Linked DNA regions of Mus musculus: region 1 is linked to region 2. Evidence: chromatin contacts called from public HiChIP or PLAC-seq data. All regions are on one chromosome and are shown on one strand. The core of a region is the stretch at or near the end of the contact, and the rest is flanking DNA. Distances in the headings are between cores, read along the strand shown.

The links. HiChIP or PLAC-seq counts read pairs in DNA pulled down with a chosen protein or histone mark.
Region 1: a contact with region 2 is called in an H3K27ac HiChIP or PLAC-seq map of bone marrow-derived dendritic cells, with 3 times the contacts expected there. The contact joins the promoter of Prkcd here to the promoter of Mustn1 in region 2. A contact is called at or near these places in 6 of 39 promoter capture datasets (embryonic stem cells, neural stem cells, pre-B cells and 1 more), 6 of 115 datasets of contacts at active chromatin or transcription factors (the SCID.adh cell line, bone marrow-derived dendritic cells, bone marrow-derived macrophages and 3 more) and 2 of 9 other capture datasets (adipose tissue and liver).

What each region holds. Positions count from the first base shown.
Region 1 is chr14:30,624,950-30,627,649 of GRCm38.p6, forward strand. It overlaps Prkcd (protein kinase C, delta), which reads right to left and starts at 1,259. Exons shown (of 18, transcript NM_011103.3): 1 at 1,031-1,259.
Region 2 is chr14:30,877,872-30,880,571 of GRCm38.p6, forward strand. Mustn1 (musculoskeletal, embryonic nuclear protein 1) reads left to right here and starts at 1,386. Exons shown (of 3, transcript NM_181390.3): 1 at 1,386-1,744. The coding sequence starts at 1,736.

The sequences.
Region 1 (2,700 bases), core at 9-2,508, 250 kb before region 2:
AGCAACAGAAGCCAGACTCCTCCGAGGGCCCAGGGTAGCGGCCAAAGGAAAAAGGGATCTCCCCCACTCAGTCTAAGTCCTCCAGGTTTGAGTGGGGTGCTGAGTGAGGCTCCCTTCTCTCCCCTCCCCTGTATAAGAGAGTTGGGGAAGTGGGAGCAGTTGTGATGGTGCTCCCTCTCCACTGCCAGCCGGCAGGGCAGAGCACTCCCGTCACTGCTGTCCTCATCACCTTACTGGGCCCCCAGAGGGGGTGGCGTCTCTCCAGTGGGACAGAGACTGACAGCACCAGGCAGAGACCACCCGGAGAAGGGACACGGGGGATCAGAGAGGACAGGGGAATGGTGGAGGCTGGAGCCACGCCCAGCTCAGAGACAGATGGAAAGCCAAGAAAGACACCGAGACTGAAAGAAGAGATAGGGCAAGGAGGCGGCGCCGTGAGAGTCCGCCCGCCTGGGACCCAAGCACTGGAGGCTAGGGAGACAGGCGGCCCGCCCTCCGCCCGGTGGTGAAAAGGACCGGAGACTGGACTGGCAGGGGCAGGCGAGCGTGGGCTGGGGGTGCGGCTCTGGGAGGACTGGGTCGAGGGGACGGCGGATCTGGTGGGGGTGGGGAGACGGAGTACACGGACGGCGAGGGGCAAACAGACCTGGCCTGGGAGCAGAGGACCAGGCAAGAGGGGGTGGGGACCGACGAATGTGCAGAGTCCCCTGAGAGATTTGAGAAGATCGGACGGTCCCTCGGCGGGGATAAAGACACACAGGGGTGGAGTAGGGGGTTAAAGATGCTGGGAGTAGTCGGGCCTGGGCTCCAGCCGTCGAAGAGAGGGTCAGACCGACCAGGGTATGGAGGCACCGGCGGGTCTCCGTGCTCGGCGGGACTTTGGCTGCTCCTGGCTCAGTTTCTCAGTTTCAGAACCAGGAGCCAGAGAAGAAAGCGGGGAATGGAGACTACGGGCGAGGAAAAGGGGGAGAAAGGCCGCTGCGCCCTCGAGTTAACTCGGACCCCGCGCCCGGGCCCAGCTCTCACTCACCTCCCGACGCAGGGCCAGGCGCCAGGGGTCCCGGCGAGCCGGGGTCCGTCTCGTGGCGCGGCTCTCCCGGATGCGCGTGGACGGGGAGGTAGGCACAAGTCTGATCCGGACGGGTCCGGAGGCCAGTGGGGACCTCCCGGGTCCCGGCTCGAAGGGTAGATGTCCACGGGCCGCTCGCGGGATCCCCGCGGCCGCCGCCTCCTGCTCTGGCGCCGCGGCACACGGAAGTGCAAAGGGGAGGGGCTGCGCGACCTCACCCAGGTGCCGGCCCCGGTCCCGCCCCCACTCAGGACCCGCCCCACGGGCGCCCGCCCCTTCGAAGCTCCGCCCACGTGAGCTGGGGGTCCAGCGCGTCTCAGCCTCTTTGAGTTGCAAGTCCTTGGGTCCCCAGATCTGTTAGCCGTCTCTGGCTCTTGTGGCGCCTCGCCTGCCAGTGGCACGCAGGCCATCCCATCTCAGGGGACTAATTTATAGAGGAGGACTCCGAGGCCAAGTTGGGGGGTGGGGTTGAGCACTGCACACACAATGGAGCCCAGGAGGCACCGACGGGGCTTCCCCAACTACTTGCGCCCACACCCGGGACTCCCCACTGGCCAGCTGGCCCGCCTTGCCTGGCCTCATTCCTCTTCCTGCTGGCTTGAGCAGAGCCACGCCGCCAGGCCTGCCGGTTCCAGTCCTGCCCGAGAGAAGGAGCTGGGAGGTCTCCAGGGCGAGAGGTTCTAGCCAGTTTGTCTCAGCACTGCTCCTCAGACAATTGTGGGAATTGCCTCTGCCCCCATCTCACTGTCTTTCCTGAGCCCACGGTTCAGAGCTCCCCTTGCTCAGTCAAGCTCATAAGAGGGATTTGATTGTCAGCTGTAACTCATTCACTCATTAAGGGTCCCCTGGGCCCAAAGTCTGAGCACCAAATGGGAGCCAGGGACTCCATTTTTCTGTCCCCAAAGCCCAGAACACTAAGCTGTTACATTATACTTACCCAAAGAAATGACTTCCTGGGCTGGGCAGATGATCGTTTTTTCTAGCACGCAGAGAGCGCTGTGTTTGACCCCCACCACAGAGTAAACCACAGATGGAGGCTCAGAATAATACTCCAGTGCTCAGGGGGAGAAAGCAGGAGAATAGAGTGTGGACGCCAGCCTGTTCATGAGAGACCTTGTCTCAACAAAACCAAACAAACGAGAACTCTTCCTGGGAGGATACAAGAGGGTTCTAATAGCCCAAGATACCTAAGTTCCTTCTGGAAAACTACCTAGAAGGAATAGAAGTCTAGACAGCTCTTTGCCGACTGAGATCAAGAGAAGTGCTGCTGCAGGGGCTGGTGAGATGGCTCAGTGGGTAAGAGCACCCGACTGCTCTTCCGAAGGTCAGGAGTTCAAATCCCAGCAACCACATGGTGGCTCACAACCATCCTTAACGAGATCTGACTCCCTCTTCTGGAGTGTCTGAGGACAGCTACAGTGTACTTACATATAATAAATAAAAAAATAAAAAAAATAAAAAGAGAAGTGCTGCCCCACCCGTGGAGGCTTGAAACTTCCAGGGATGGGGGACCCTGGCAGAGATGTGGGGCTCCAAACCTTATTTTAAATGTACATTGGGGATTGAGCTAGAGAGAGGAAACCACAATGACTCGTCCCTTCTGTAGAAAGAGGAAGGCTGCTGCTTCCCTC
Region 2 (2,700 bases), core at 136-2,635:
GAGTGGGTGAGTGGATTGGTTGGTGGACTGGTTGCCTGGTTTAGTTCTAAATTTTTCTTTTCCTGGGTTTACTTAGAAGTCAGACCTATGAGTGACTTCAGCTGCCAATCAAGGCTGTGTACGCAGTCATGAGTCACAGAAACCATCCCACCTCAGCTGCCAGTGACACTTAAGCATGGTGTCATGCATGGGTCACAAAACCACATTTTTTAGATGAAAGAGAAGATGGTGTACTTCCATTGTAAACTGGTTTACAGTAAATTTTCACATCTTATTATATAAAAGAAGAAAAAGGAGGAAAAAACCCAGCACTTTTGTGGTCGTTGGTTGTGTGCCCTGTGCCCTGTAACTCACAACCAACTCAACGGGTTAATAAACCTGATGGCTTGGCTGCAGTGGGCTCAGAGTCTGCGATGAAAGGAGCCTAGCGTGGTCTAGCCATCATCCTGATGAGCCTAACCCGCTTTTCCTCCTGGGTCGTGAGAGCTGGGCATCCCTTATCCTTGTCCTAGTCAGCCAGCTGTGGGTACTCCTCACAAGGCATGGCCTGGCCTCCCCTTGGAATCATGGGTATTGCTCAGGTCCCTGCGTATAGACCTGATGGTGCACACACTGACCTACTGGGAGCCAGGCCCAGAACCAAGAATGGGATAGAGTTCGAGGCACAACAGCTATGGAATGACATTTAGGATGACTGTTAGTGCCTGGTTGAATTTCATCTGCCTGGTGCCTTCAGGGATAAACACAATGTCCATTGTAGACGGGAGGGAGTGGAGAGAAGTCTAAGACAAACCTCCAACCCACATCTACCACAGCCCACCTCAGGCTTAGGGTCCCTGCATTGCCACCAGTGATCTTTCCATGCAAAGATGAAGTTAGTGGTGGGTGCTAAATGATTTTCCAAGGGAGCTCTACTCTTTACTACAGCTTAATAGCTGAAGTGGCATTCACCCCAGCCCTCTAAAGTCCTGCCAGCCAGCTTCCAAGTGTCCATCTTAGACAGAAGCCCTCTATAGGCCTTTACTAGCAAGCATGGTCTCCTCCGGGCCTATACTGTACCTTGCTTTGTCTCTTTATTAAACTTGTCCCAGGGCTGGCTAGAGGACCAGGACACCAACAAGACTGTGATATGGCAGCTCCACAGGGTCTCGGCCTTCCTGGCTACTCACTCTGAGTTGGCTGTGCTCACCATGAGGAAGTGTTTCCAAGCAACAGAAAGGAAGTTTCTCCCCTGCTAATGTGCTGGGATGGAAAATCTATTTCCAGTGGAATCCAGGAGTAGAAGAGAAAGCTAAACAAACTCAGAGCATCCACCCTTGTTCAGGGCCCTCCCTCTCCTCAGAGACTTCCCCTCCCACCCCTGCCACTGGGATGGGTTCTTGCAGTCAGCCTGGGCAGGCTGTCTCACACATTCCAGGGTTCACATTCATAAACACAGTCTGTGAACAACAGTGCCAACACCTCCCACCGTCGAGTAAGCAGCTGTCCCCAGAGATGCGGGGTCCCCGCGGCCATCTCCTCTCACCAGGGCAGCTGCCCATCATCGCCAAGAATAAACTCCAGCTAGTCGCTGCGTGGATCTGAATCATCTGAGAGCTTCCAAAGGAGGGGAGTGACTACCCAGGACGCACAAGCAGACTATATAAGTTCCCAAGGGTTGGGCCTCACGCAGATCCTTTCCTGTGGCTACTGCCTGCCAGAGAGCTACCAACAGCGAGCTTGCTTGGCATCCAACATGTCCGAGGTAAGGAGGCCCAGAAGGGACTAGTTGGTGCCAAGGAAGTTGCGAGGGCAAGGCTGGACACTAAGTAGTAGTGCCTGCTCTGAAGTAAAAGCCAAAGCTAAACAGAAGCACCGTGGCCCTTCCAGGCTGGCCTCTGGACACCCTGGGTCTCACCAGGCTCTGGTGAAAGGCCTTGACACTTCAGGCGTGTGAGGGGTTGGAGGTGGGGAGTGCCTATATAGAACTGTGCGCCTTTGTATGGAGATGAGGGAGCTAGCCTTGCTGGCTTAGTGTGTCCTGATGTGTACACATTTGTAATCTGGAGGAAGGATGAGGGGCGGAGACTGTACCTATAGATCTGTCTGTCTCCCTGTGAGGGTGTGTCTGCAGGCCTGCGTTTCCCTGGGAGCTCAGCCCAGGCTGAGTGAGGGAATCCTTGCACCTGCCTGCAGGGCTTAAGAAGGAATCAGGTGTCAGCCTCACAGGCGCCCGCCCGGGTGGTAGAGAAGGGTGAGCACTAAATCTGGCTTTCCCGGCTCTACTGGGCAAGAACAACAAGGTCATCCTTGCTCCTTTCTCCATGGCTGTCTACCCCGATCCCTCCCCAAACACAGTAAACATCAGTGGTTTTGTTTTAGGGAAAGGGGGGAGGGGCAGTCTTACGGACTTCACCACCTCTGTGAACAGATCTTAGAATTCCTGAGATTACCAAGGGCTCCTCAGTCTTAGAGTTCATCTTTTTGCTCTCCGCCCTTGTGTCCAGTCCTGAACTCGGCCTGACAAACAGGCCAGTGTGAGGATGCAGTGGTCACCACCCCCAGGAGTTCCCTCCCTGTCTGTGGGGAAAGGTCAGATGTCCAAGTCAGGCTAAGAAGGCAGGGAGGTGGCGGGGAACTTGCAGTTGGGAGAGGAGTGAGCTTTGAATCGGCTTAATTCGGAAGCCTGGGAAGGAGGAGCCCCCGCCAAAGTTGGGGGGT